Linked DNA regions of Mus musculus: all the other regions are linked to region 3. Evidence: chromatin contacts called from public HiChIP or PLAC-seq data. All regions are on one chromosome and are shown on one strand. Each heading gives the region's core, a stretch centred on a gene start, on an enhancer-like site or on the middle of the called end of the contact. The rest is flanking DNA. Distances are from core to core; before and after follow the strand shown. Region 1 overlaps Susd1 (sushi domain containing 1). Region 2 holds the start of Susd1 (sushi domain containing 1). Region 3 holds the start of Gng10 (guanine nucleotide binding protein (G protein), gamma 10).

Region 1 (3,963 bases), core at 1,392-3,891, 300 kb before region 3:
TCTTTAGCTCACACTTTAGGATGCTACAAGTTCGAGGTGGGGCTACTCCGAGAGTTTGGCCGCAGGTGAGGGCCCCTTGGTGGATGGCTTCGTAATGGATTATTTAAGGAAGGGTCCATGTGCCTTGGCAGTAAGCACAACCAGGGTGGGGCCGATCTTGTTCTCGGTGACCAGTTAGACCTTCCACCAGACTCTGTATCTAAAAGGTTCCTTTTGCGTCATCACCCTGGGAGCAAAGCTTCAGACGCCTGAAGGTCTGGGGAGACACCCTTAACCCATCTCCAAACCAGAGCACCTACCAAATAAGATTTTGTCTCGCAAACATCAAAACCCGTGGTTGACGTAGCAAACACCAGCACCCTGTGGGTGCTGGACCGTGTTCATCACTTCTTTTTATTATGAACAGTCATGTAACGTAAAATGTAACATTAGCCATTTTTAAATAAACACTTGATTAGTGTTGGGACAGTCACTGTGTTGCACAACTACCACCACTACCTATTTTCCAATATTGTTCTATCACTGCATACAAAAGCTTTCAGCTTTAAGCAATGAGCCCAGTTCCTTGCCACGGCCCTCAGCTCATGGCCACTGCTAGTCTGCTCGCTCTGTGAATTTGACTAATCTAAATGTTTCACTCAAGTGAACTCATAGAACATTTGCCTTTTTGCTGTATGTATATTCCAGTTTCGAGGTTACAAACTTTCATGACATCCTGGAAAACCACTTTTTTTGTGCTTTTTACTTGATCTGATCGCCCCCCCCCATGTTTTCTCCTTCTTAATGTTTGCAGAGCCCCCACTTCCTGAAGTAGACTTTTTCACTGTGCGGGGAAGGCCTCTACCACGCTTCACGCTGAGGAAAGTCAAGGAGATAAATGGACCTATCAGGTGAGTACCTGTCTTTCTCCACACAGTGGTCCCACTATGTGAGTGGGAAGGCTTCCCTGTGAGTGGCTGAACTTGGGTAGCTGGAGCAAAGCAACTGGACCTCTTGCTTTGTTTCCCAGAACACATAGTGGGCTTGCCATCCCAGTAGCATTCTTCCCAATGAAGAGTGAGACTTATAAGGGACCAGAGACAAACATTTTGGGCAGCATAGTCCCTTGCATGCACGTCCCATGGTACAACCTTTAATGATGGTGATGGTGGGTCACAAGGATTGATTGTCTCATTTCCCAGAGACAGAATGTCTCCTTGCGTCAGGCTGATCTTGGAGTGTGTGTGTAGTGGTTTCAGAAAAGGTCATTTGGAGAATTCTTTTTAATCTGTTCACATATTGAGTTATATAGGCAAGACACTATGTAGTTAGTGACCAGCTGGGATTCCAGATGGCATTGAGATGGGATTAATTTACCTCTGTTGGAGGACTACATTGTGCTCAGTTTTGCATTTTATTTACAAAGGTCAAGGGAAGATTAGGGAAGTTCAGTCAGTCCCTGTTCTCAGACAGGAAGATTAGCATTGGCCTGTGGATGGGAGCCAGGGCACCAGGTCTAGGAGCTCGGGTGTGCATGACCTGACCTACGTGGCCCTTTATCACTCTCAGCCCTTCAGTGTAATGGCCCGTTCAGTGCAATCAAGGTATAAATAAATCTGAGATATTCTAAAAGAACGCAAAGGCAAGCCTGGAGATACTGTGTGAGTATCTATTTGTTATAGAACAGGCTGCCCTGCTTTCAGACTGCGTTAATTTCAAGTCTTTTCAGGGATAGACATTGCCCATACAGCTCTGTTGCTTGATTCCTGGTAAGTTACTGGAAAGTATTGTAATCCTGTTGCTGTAAGGGGAACAGAAGCCTGGCATCACTCATTGCCTGAACAAATTTACAAGAGCAGATGTGATACTTAAGCCAAATAATTGCGTAAGGCAAAAAAAGAAAAGCCAAATGACAGCCTGCCCTGGTGGCAGTGCACCAGCCGATGCCTTCAAAACAGGAAGTGGCGACCTGTGAGTCATGCGGGGAGGGCACTGGAAGTGGGGAGAAGTTCTTGCAGGCTGGCCCGGTGGTCAGGTTCCAACCCACTGCCGCTGCTCCCTTCACGTCAGTCACCCGGGTTATTTACCAGGGTGTGAGCTGTGCCGGTTCCCCAGCCTGGCTGCATGGCTTGAGCTGGAGGCACCAGCTTTGCCAGGCCAGAGTCTTTTGTGTGAACCCTGGCCTGGAGCACAGAGAGCTTAGGCAGAGAGTCAGGCCTGCCCCTGGACTCCCTCGAGGCTAACGTCTCTTACCTTACCAGCTAACAGGAATCAGCTGGCATGCTTTATCAGCAGTCAACGTTCCCAACTTTGGTCCCATAGGTTTGGGGTGGGGCCTGGGGATTTCTATATTTACCAGGCTAAATAGAAAGCTGCTTCCTGCCCTGTGAACAGCACCTCTAATGGGCAATGTACAGAATCAACGCGGTGCAGGTGAGCCATGAACTCCAGTTACCTGGCAGGTTGAGTCAGTGTGGGGCTTCTTGCCCGTGGCCACTATACCTCCAAGGCCCCAGAAAAGCTGTCCCAAGTGTTGCCCAAAGGCAGCGAAACTCAATGTTTATTGATTTGTTACTGTTTTGTTACTCTGCAGGTTTTACTTAATCCCTTTTGTTCAGAGTCCTTTCTGAAAGTAAGCCCAGGCTCTGTGGAAATCAGGGCCCTCACCTAACATGGCTGGGTACATAGCAGGTGGCTGGAGTCTTTCCAAATACAACAGCTAACGTGGGGGAGGGCCCTCCCACAACAGCTAACGTGGGGGAGGGCCCTCCCACAACAGCTAACGTGGGGGAGGGCCCTCCCTCCTTAACCAAGTGATTCGTGTGCTTTTAGGGAGCAGGAAATGGGGCATTAGCAATGTGGAGCAGGAAGCCCAAAATTGGTGGTAAAATAGAATTATGTGGCCTAATGAGTTTTGGAAATCACCCTAATCACATTTGGTATTAGTCCAGGCATTTTTTTTTTCTCAATTGAAAATTCAACGCAACCAACATTTATGAGGAGTTGAATATAACTGAAGAAATGTGAAAGGGGAGGGGGCAGGGCGGAGAGATGGCTTCGTAATTAAGAACACTGGCTGCTCTTCCAGAGGACCTGGGTTCAATTCCTAGCACCCACAGACAGCTTACAACTGTCTGTGACTCCAGTTCCAGGGTACCTGACATACATGCAGACAGTACATCAGTGCACATAAAATAAAAATTAACAATTTTTAAAAGGAAGACATGTGAAAGGACCTGCAGGTACTAGAGGCAGTCCTGTAACCCCACCCCCAGCCCTGTTTTCAAGGTCAGTAGAGATAGGACATGTTCATACATTATGATCCCAGAAGTAAAGGCTGAGCCCACAGGCATGGAAAGGGAGGCATGGTTTGACCAGGTGCACTTCATTCCTCTGTTTCTGCCGACTGGCTGCTTTTCTCTTTGGAAGATAGATATTACTAACTTTACACCTGAGTGTCAGTGCCTTTCTGTGTCCTTGTTTAAGGGACATTTTCACCGGATCCATAGGCTACTTTACATTTTCCAGGATCTTGTCAACCCAGATTAACCCACGGTGACATTTTACTCCTGACCGCTCATTGGTTTGGCGTGAACTTTGGTGTCGGCTTCGGAACGGCGGGGAGTGTAAATCATATGACTTTTGTTTTAAGTCACCACATGACTGTCTGGAGCCACTCTTCAGGCTGAGCACATTCATTCCCGTAGGTGCTAGGCCTTCATGTGACTTTTAAACCCTCCCCACTGGCAGGCTTTATTTGCCCGTGTGACACACTGCCGATCAGATCCACCATGTGACAGACACAAGGTCGTGATACACTCACCCGTTTCTCCCACCGAGGGAGCCTGTGCTTGGCCCCCCTGTGAAGCTGGGATTTGGCTGTCATCTGGCTGTAGGTACATATGGAGGTCCACAGTAGTTAGAACTGCCAGACACTAAATCCTGTGTAGCCAGCAGTTTTTCTTGCCCAGTCTGGTGAGTTCA
Region 2 (3,965 bases), core at 1,465-3,964, 400 kb before region 3:
TCATAGACTCCCTGGAGGCTTCCCCACTTTAGCTCTCTGTTGTGTCCTAGAGATCCCCCACTCCCCACTCTACCAATTTTTGTTCACTCTCCTGGCCCTTTCTCCCTACTCTCCCTATACCTGACCGTGCCCCCGATATTTTTCTTAAGCCAAATATTTTCACAGCAGCCATTTTTTCTGCTCCTAATTTAAAAGTGGTTCACTGTTCTCTTTTGATTCTTGAAACAATACTGATGAAATAATCTTTCATGTTGTGACTCAATGTGCGGATACCAGTGCCGGAGGTCACATGTAGAGGCCAGAGGAAACCTTCAGCCACTTTCCACATTATTGCTTTGAGAGAGTTTCTCTTAGTGAACATGAAACCTACTGTTTGGTTTAGGCTGTTTGTCCAGTGAGTGCCTCAAATTTGCCTCTTTCTGCCTCTCAGTGCTGGGTTAGCACCATGTATAGCGATGCCTGCCTCTTTTAATTGCTCCTGGAGATTCTACTTCATATTGCAGAGCAAGTGTTCCTACTCACTGAACTATCTCCCTAGCCCCACCCTGACTCCTCTTTTAAATATCTGAGACATTCAAATAGCCCAGGCTGGCCTTCAGCTTGTATTGTAGTTTGAACTCCTGATCCTCCTGCCTCTACCTCCAGAGTGCTGGGATCACAGCTTGCACAACCTCAATTTTATGCCCAGGGCTTCATGCATGGTAGATAAGCATGCTACACCCTCAACTCCTGGTTACTTTTGATCTTTATATTTAGTGGCCCTGGGTGAGCTGGCAACACAAAGAAGAGATGGTTGCTGGACACAGTGGAAGGCAGCAATGCCAAGAAGATGGTGCAGCAGCTAAAACATTCCAGAGCATGACAGCGCAGGATAGGGAGAAAGGCCATGGAGACAGAGTACTGTGAATAGCTGAAGAAAAAAAAAAAGTCTGTGTGTCTAAGCCACCAGAAGAGTTCCAAGGAGCTGTCAAAGTCTCTGGCCACTGGGCTGCAGGGCTGTAATGGCTCCTATAAGGAGCTGATGGTCCAAAAACCCAGAGCCCTTTCAGGAGTTGCAGTCCCAGTAGGAACTGCCTACTGCTCCCTCATACTGCTGTTGGAAGAAGAGGGTTGCAACAGTTGCAAAATGCTGGGGTTTGCTGGTGGTTAAAGTCCAGAGGAACAAGCCTCCAGCCTGAATGCCTAGTCATGTCTCTGGCTTGTAAAGCATGAAGCAATAGGCCCCTAGTTATCACCGTCCCTTAGTCCAGCCCACAGGCTCTCTAGACCTATGACCTAGAGGGCACCAAAGCCAGAAAAGCCTCTCTGCTTGTCTCAGAGTTTTTTGTTTGTTATTTTGAGACAGGCTCTCCCTACGTAGTTCTGGCTATCCTGGAACTTGTAGTGTAGATCAAGGTGCTTGGAACTCACATCCTTCTGCTTCTGCCTCCTGACTGCTGGGCTTAAAGGCATGCACTGCCATTGTGGTCTCAGGATTTCTTTCTATTCAGGTAAAGGACCCCAGACAGACAGACAGACAGACAGCTCTGATTGATAATATTGTCATCGGGGTTATTTAAGTTAACGTATACTCTTATAAAGCCACAAACAAACCTAGTCAGTAGGACATTCATAAAAGTACACTTTTGAATTGAATAATCCACGGAAAGTGGGTTAGATAGCATTTACTCCCATGCATGCTGAAAGAGACACCCAGTAATTTTCCTTCCCATGTCCAAGTCTTGGATAGTTGTTTTTTCATGCATCATGTTTTTTTTTAAAGTATATATACATATTTATTTTGCAGAAGGGCATGAGAAGTAGAGATAAAGGTTGTTTTAAAAATGTCTTGAACAGTGGATTTGTGCAATGACCTGTGAGGGTTCCTGGAGACTGGTTTTGCCCAAACACCTAGAGACATGTTCACACTTTCATGGTGCTCTACTACTTCCCAAAGCAGGCTTCTTTCTTTGTTGGACAGAAATAATCTTCAAGAAAACTTGTTACAAGAGACTAGGAAGTTTATTTTAACGGTTTCTTCCTAAGGCAGCCCAAGTTCAGCCCTTATATGGGTGTATTTGCCTGCCTTAGAGGTAGGGCTAGTTCACCGGTGAGAAAGCAAATGAGGGTACCTGCTGAAGTGGGGAGTGCCCCCTGCACTTGGGCGGGCCCCACAGACAAAACTGATCTTCCTTCCTCAGCCTCCCTCAACCCCAATTCCTAACTCACGTTAACCCTCTGCTCCCCAGTCTCCCACCACAGTCCACCCAAAGCATAGATCTAAGCGACATTCACAGTTTCTCCTTGATCTAATATTGTCCTTTCTCTAATATTGCACTAATCTTAAGACGTGGTGGACTCTGTCCCTGAACACTCCATTTCTGATTCTCTCCAAAATTCAGAGGATCACCTGCCCCTTCCCGGATCCCCTCACGCCCTGATGCTGACCCTACTCTCAGAGCAGAGTTCTTTAACTCTGCCATATATTTCTCTAACCTTTTGTCCCCACCTTAAAACGGTCCCTCGGTTTCTAGAATACACGGTTGTCCTGTCTTCCATGTCTTTCTCACCACGTGTCTCTCCCCGTTCGATTCCTAACGTGCCAAGGAGGGCGTCGTCCAGCAAGTAGCTGGAACTTTTGTTTTGTCACCTGTTCCAGCATGTGCACCCCGGGTGAACTGGCCCATGACTAGTTTCCTCTCCTTTCTTTCCCTCCGCGCGGGCGGCCACCACCTCCCAACTCTCTGACCCGTCCAGTCAGAGACCCTTTCCTGTGGCTACTGCACTTCTCTGGTCTCCACAAGTCACACTTGCACTGCGATGTTTCCCCCCTAGCACAGTCCGCTTTCTCCCCGTGGCTCAGCTCGCGCGCAGCCGGTGCACCAGGCGCACCTAGATCCGGGGACCTGGGACCCTGCTCCCCGCCGGGACCGGCGCAACCCGGCGCCGGAAGCCTCTGCGCCGCCCCTTCCTCGCGCCTCTGGCCTTATCTCCTTGCACAGGGGCCTCCGGGGAGTGGCGGGCGCCGGGAGGGAGCCAGCGGCATGGGCCGGGGTCCCCGGGGCACGCGCCGCTCTCCAGGATGCGGGTTGCAGCGGCTGCTGCGGCTCGTGCTGCTGCTCAGCCTAGCCCGCGGCGTCAGCGGAGAGCCTGGCACGGAAGGTGAGTGCAGGGTACTCGGCGCGCAGGACGCTTCGCGCTCCGGATCTGGAGGCGCAGAGTCGGGGCGTGGAAGGATCATGGAGGCGGAGCGGCGAGAAGCACGCCAGACTGCCCGCCCCGGGGACTGTGGGGTGTGTAGTGGAGGCGGCCCTGCTCCAACTCGCGTCTCCCGGAGTGGGTGGGGGTGGGGTGGGGACTGGACTCGGGTGGGGGTTTGGGGGACCGGTGCGCCGCGTGGAGGATGTGGGAGGGCGAGCCGCTGGTTCTACAGCTTCCAGTCTCCCTGGCTTTTGCAGGACAAATTCCTGACCTGTAGTGGCTCTCCCACCACCACCTGTCCCTTTCCTTATTTTTCACTTCCACGAAGAACTAAATGTTAAGAATGTAAAGAAGAATAAGGAAGTTTATAGGAAGAGTTTATCCTTTAGTTCATTCATCCATTCGTTTATTTAGTCTGTTTATCCATGCATTTGTGTATCCATCCATCCATCCATCCATCCATCCATCCATCCATCCATCCATCCATCCGTAGAAAGTCCTTTAATATCTTCCCTGGGTCAGATGTAACCGTGCAATGTTGGCGTTCTAGTGGTTCATAGTCCCAAGGAGAGAGGCAGGCAAATAGTCTGTGTTTTAGACAAATTGGGACCAGTGAGCGTGGTGGGATTTACCTGACACGGAGGATTCAAACAGGAAAATGAGGCGAAGTCTGCCCACATAATAGCAGAACGTGTCAAGTGCTCTGAGAAGGTGTACTGGTCAGAGGAGAGGACAACTGTGTTTTACTGGGCAGCCATTATGCATGAGACAAGCTGAGCGGTTCC
Region 3 (4,299 bases), core at 490-2,989:
CCAGACCGAGGCCTCTGACCCCACCCTTACTTTCTGGCATACTTCTTGCTCATCCACGGTCTGGATCAAACTTCTTTAGTTTTTCGCCCTCAAAATCCTTGGTGGTCAGATACTAGCGAGGAAAAAGGAACCACAAGCGGTACAGGCCTCCTATCTGGGTGTCAAGGCTGTGACTGCCCAGGCTGGTGAGCTCCACCGTGGACAGTAAGCACTTCCTTCGCCCTTTGCTAACTCCTGGTTCACTGTCCCACAAGAAAACACAGCTTCCTGTTTCACAAGACAGCCATCGCCAAAAGCTGTAATCCGTAATCAGAGGCACTTTATACACATCTCCTTTTTTCCTGTCCCCGAAGATGTCACCCCAAACCCTTGTTTCTTCTACAGTCACCTTGCCTCCATTTTCCTTGACAAAATAAAAAAAATCTTTCCTATCAACCCAAAACCCTTTTTATTTTCGAAGAAAAAAAGGAAGTTATTTCTTTAAAACTTTTTTATTTTTAACCTGTCGGGCTTCCCCTACACCTTACTGGCACATCTCTGTACTGCGCGCCTCTTGTCCCTGGTTGTCTGAAATAATTTTGTGTATTAGTTTACCGTATCCACCCGAGTTCCCTATTCCCTGGAGTAGCACCAGGTCGAGGGCTAAAACAGAGGGAACTGACTAGCATGATGGTGTGTCCATACCTACCCACACACTTGGAATCACACTAGCTGCCAATCACACATTCAGCCAACAGAGTAAATCCTTGGCTGTGTTTGCGGGCCTTCATTTTAATTTTATCTCGCGGGTGTTTTGCCTGCATGTTTGTGCACACCTTGTGCATGCCTGGTGCCTGAGGAAGCCAGAGGAAGACATCGGGTCCCCTGAAACTGACGTTACAGACGGTTGTGAGCAACCTTGGGTGTGTGCTGGGAATTGAACCGGAGTCGTCCAGAACAGCAGTCAGTGAGCTGAGCCATCTCTCTAGCCTCCCCACCCCTCTCCTGACAATCCAACTCACCTTCCTCCTTTGAACTGTCCCTGGCAGCACGCTACAAGTTCCGCTCTTTGTCTATTTCACGCTCATATATTTTAATGACCTCTTTCGGCCTTTTTCTGTGGCCGTCTGTCCACACAACGAAATCTCTCCTGGATACCTCTGTAAAATCCACAGATCCAAAACGGAACTCACTTCCTCAACTCTCAAGGATCCCCCATGGGGCAGCAGAGGAAGGCAGAGCATCCTTCTCCAGCATCCATCTCGCTCGCATCTGTTCATTCGGTGGCCTCCCTCCCCATCTCTAAGCATCATCCTCCCGCAGCCGGGTGGGCAGAGTCCAGGTCGCCAGCGTGTCGCCAGCCTGTTGTAGACACGCCCACGGAGCCATCGGACCTGGTCCCTGGGACAGGCTGTGTCGCCAGAAGCACCCGGGATTCGGCCTGAAACCACCCCGCATCCACGCGCGGCTCGCGAGCACCCGAGGCCCCGGTGCGCGCCCGGCCCGGTAGCTCCCACTCCCGCCAGGCCGCGGTCTCCTGCGGGCCGCTCGGTCGCCCGTGGGGCTGGCGCTGGGGTCCGGCTGGACGAACGCTCACCTTGATCCTCTCCACGCCAGCCTCCAGCTTCAGCTGCTCCACCAGGCGCTGCAGGGCGCTCACGCTGGCCCCGGAAGACATGGCGGCTAAGGCTGCGCGAGGCTGGTTCGGCTGGGAGGAACGACCGCCGAGCGGGGTGCCGCCCCGGGGCGGGGTAGCCGCCGCGCCCGCCCCGCTGTCCCCGCGCTGGGGTCGCGAGCTGCCCGGCCCCGGTCGCCGGTGCCTCGGAACAAACCTAGGTGGCGCCTGCGCTGCGAAGGGAAGGACACTAGGACTTCACCGAAGAGCTAGTCAAACCTTCAAGGATATCCTGCTCGTTGGTCTGATATGGAATGAAATTACACCAGCCCTCTCACCCACTATCTATGGCCATTGTTTCCAGTCTTCTCCCGAGTTTTTTAAGTGTGCACATTGGTTTTACAAAACTGAGACCATTACGTTAAAACTTGAGGTTTTTTAGTTTTCTTGTTTCCTTTTGTTTTTTTTTTACACTTACTATGTAATAACTATATCGCCATCTTATACACCACCGTATCTGTCTGCACTGGGTAGTGCATAAGCTGGGTAGTGCATAAAGGCAATATGGATGAGCTTGCTAAACTTCAAAGCCCAAAGACTTTAAAGCATTGGTTTAATTACTTTAAAAAAGCTTCAAGGCCCCTCCCCAATCCAACCACGGGCGTCCCGGTTGAATTGGGGAGGGACTGGAGGAAGCTGACCTCATCGGAAGACCAGCAATCTCAACTGACCTGGACCCCCGAGATCTCTCTCAGACATTGGGCCACCTGCCAGCCACACAGCATACACAGGTATAGCAGAGCACTGCCTGGTCTGACCTCAGTGGGAGAAGACGCGCCTAACCCTTGAGAGCCTTGAGGCCCCAGGGAGTGGGGAGATCTGGTGGGGTAGTGGTAGTGGGGTGGGGACATCCTCTTGGAAATGGAGGGGAGGGGTAGGGGTGGGGTAGGGAGAGAAATGGAATGAGGAACAGTCAGAAAGCAGACCAAGAAGAGGATAACAACTGGACTGTAAAAAAAAAAAATTAAAGAATAATAATTTTTAAAAATTAGGAATAGTTTCAAGGCTCAAATTCTCATCTCCTGATTCAACTCTGAGGGTTGGCCTCATCTTCAAGGTGGATAGACTCAGTAGTGCTGTGGGGGGAAAAAAATCCATGCTTTCTTTTAGCCCTGTCTAAACATATGGGAGAGGAATTAGAATCTCAAATGGGTTCTCCCTGGCTTGTATTGAATACCAGCCTTCCCTTAAACCAATTGCTACTTAAAAAGGATTTGCTGTTGAAGTACCCAATTTCCAATCTGCTGAGTTTTCTCTGGACTTAAGAACCATCCAGGGCAAAGTCACCCACAAAACACACCCACAGCCGGGCGTGGTGGCCCACGCCTATAATCCCAGCACTTGGGAGGCAGAGGCAGGCGGATTTCTGAGTTTGAGGCCAGCCTGGTCTACAGAGTAAGCTCCAGGACAGCCAGGACTATAGAGAGAAACCCTGTCTCGAAAACACCCCCCTCCCAAAAAAAACAAAAAAAAAAAACCAAACCAAAACAAACAAACAAACAAACAAACAAAAAAACCAAACAACCAAAAAAAAAAAAAAAAAACCCAAAACCCATACCCACAGCCAGTCTCCATTCAGTGAGATTTTCCCCCACCCTCAACCCCCTCAGATTTAGGCAGTCGGATTTACCATTCCAACTCTGGAGTTCCTTCCGGGGTCATCTGAGGGTCAGCTTCTCCTTCTGCCCAATCCTTGTTTACAGCATTCGGTAATAAGTACTAGTTAGGAGGGCTGGCCCCAATGAACTTCCAGCTTGAAAACCTTCATCTCAGAGTCTGTTTTCCTGAAGAACCCAAAACTAAGACACCCAGTCAAATAACAGAGTGAAAAATGATTCTTATAAAGAAAAACATCTGAGATATAAAAAGCAACAGAAGAGAATATAAACTATTAAAACATAAAGGCTCTAAAGCAATTATTCTTAGCTATAACTGGATCATAATTAATCAACTGCCCTATTACTTAATACAACAATAACTATACAACTTGTGCTTTCTGCTCTACTTCCTAGGCAGCATGCTAAAAGTAGAAAGAATGGGTCAAAGAGTACCAATATTTATGCCAAACATGGTAGCACATGCCTGAGATCCCATGACTTCAGTGACTTCAGAGGCTGAGGCAGGAGTGACTGAGTACAAAGATAATGTGGATTAGAAGTCTCTGTCTCTCTTCTTTTCTTAACTTTTTTTCCAAGAAAGTTTTTTGTGAGGAGCCGCCCTCACATTTGCCATTATAAGATGGCGCTGACAGCTGTGTTCTAAGTGGTAAACATAATCTGCACACGTGCAGGGGCAGTTTTCCCGCCATGTGTTCTGCCTTTCTCGTGATGACAACTGGGCCGATGGGCTGCAGCCAATCAGGGAGTAATACGTCCTAGGCGGAGAATAATTCTCCTTAAAAGGGACGGGGTTTTGCCATTCTTTCTCTCTCTCTTGTTCTTGTTTTCTCATTCTTGCTCTCTTGCTTTTCTTGTTCTTGTTCTTTTTCTTGCTTTCTTGCTCTTGCTCTCTTGCTCTCTTGCTCTCTGGCTCCTGAAGATGTAAGCAATAAAGCTTTGCCGCAGAAGATTCCGGTTTGTTGCGTCTTTCCTGGCCGGTCGCGAGAACGCGTGTAAGAGTTGGTGCCGAAACCCGGGAAGAAAGAA

The links. HiChIP or PLAC-seq counts read pairs in DNA pulled down with a chosen protein or histone mark.
Region 1: an H3K4me3 HiChIP or PLAC-seq map of the SCID.adh cell line shows a contact between it and region 3, with 5 times the contacts expected there. The contact joins the enhancer-like site here to the promoter of Gng10 in region 3. A contact is called at or near these places in 9 of 39 promoter capture datasets (the 3T3-L1 cell line, the C10 cell line, frontonasal cranial neural crest and 4 more), 2 of 15 datasets of contacts at CTCF or cohesin (the NIH/3T3 cell line and large pre-B cells), 7 of 484 Hi-C or Micro-C datasets (B cells, CD4 T cells, the G1E-ER4 cell line and 4 more), 17 of 115 datasets of contacts at active chromatin or transcription factors (the 230-238 cell line, CD4 single positive thymocytes, the SCID.adh cell line and 13 more) and 2 of 9 other capture datasets (adipose tissue and liver).
Region 2: a contact with region 3 is called in an H3K27ac HiChIP or PLAC-seq map of regulatory T cell precursor, with 8 times the contacts expected there. The contact joins the promoter of Susd1 here to the promoter of Gng10 in region 3. A contact is called at or near these places in 2 of 39 promoter capture datasets (liver and pre-B cells), 4 of 115 datasets of contacts at active chromatin or transcription factors (acute myeloid leukemia, bone marrow-derived macrophages, large pre-B cells and 1 more) and 1 of 9 other capture datasets (liver).

The regions. Positions count from the first base shown.
Region 1 is chr4:59,329,864-59,333,826 of GRCm38.p6, reverse strand. It overlaps Susd1 (sushi domain containing 1), which reads left to right. Exons shown (of 17, transcript NM_001163288.2): 13 at 794-890. Among named protein-coding and RNA genes, the nearest start is that of Gm35578, 50 kb to the right of the region's middle. Within about 2 kb of position 2,641, at least 276 of the 459 cell types and tissues checked have an H3K27ac peak or open chromatin away from gene starts, as enhancers often do. A contact at or near this core is called in the 230-238 cell line, B cells, CD4 single positive thymocytes and 19 more, where this site is marked.
Region 2 is chr4:59,437,382-59,441,346 of GRCm38.p6, reverse strand. It overlaps Susd1 (sushi domain containing 1), which reads left to right and starts at 2,714. Exons shown (of 17, transcript NM_001163288.2): 1 at 2,714-3,141. The coding sequence starts at 3,024.
Region 3 is chr4:59,032,596-59,036,894 of GRCm38.p6, reverse strand. It overlaps Gng10 (guanine nucleotide binding protein (G protein), gamma 10), which reads right to left and starts at 1,739. Exons shown (of 3, transcript NM_025277.3): 1 at 1,577-1,739. The coding sequence starts at 1,657.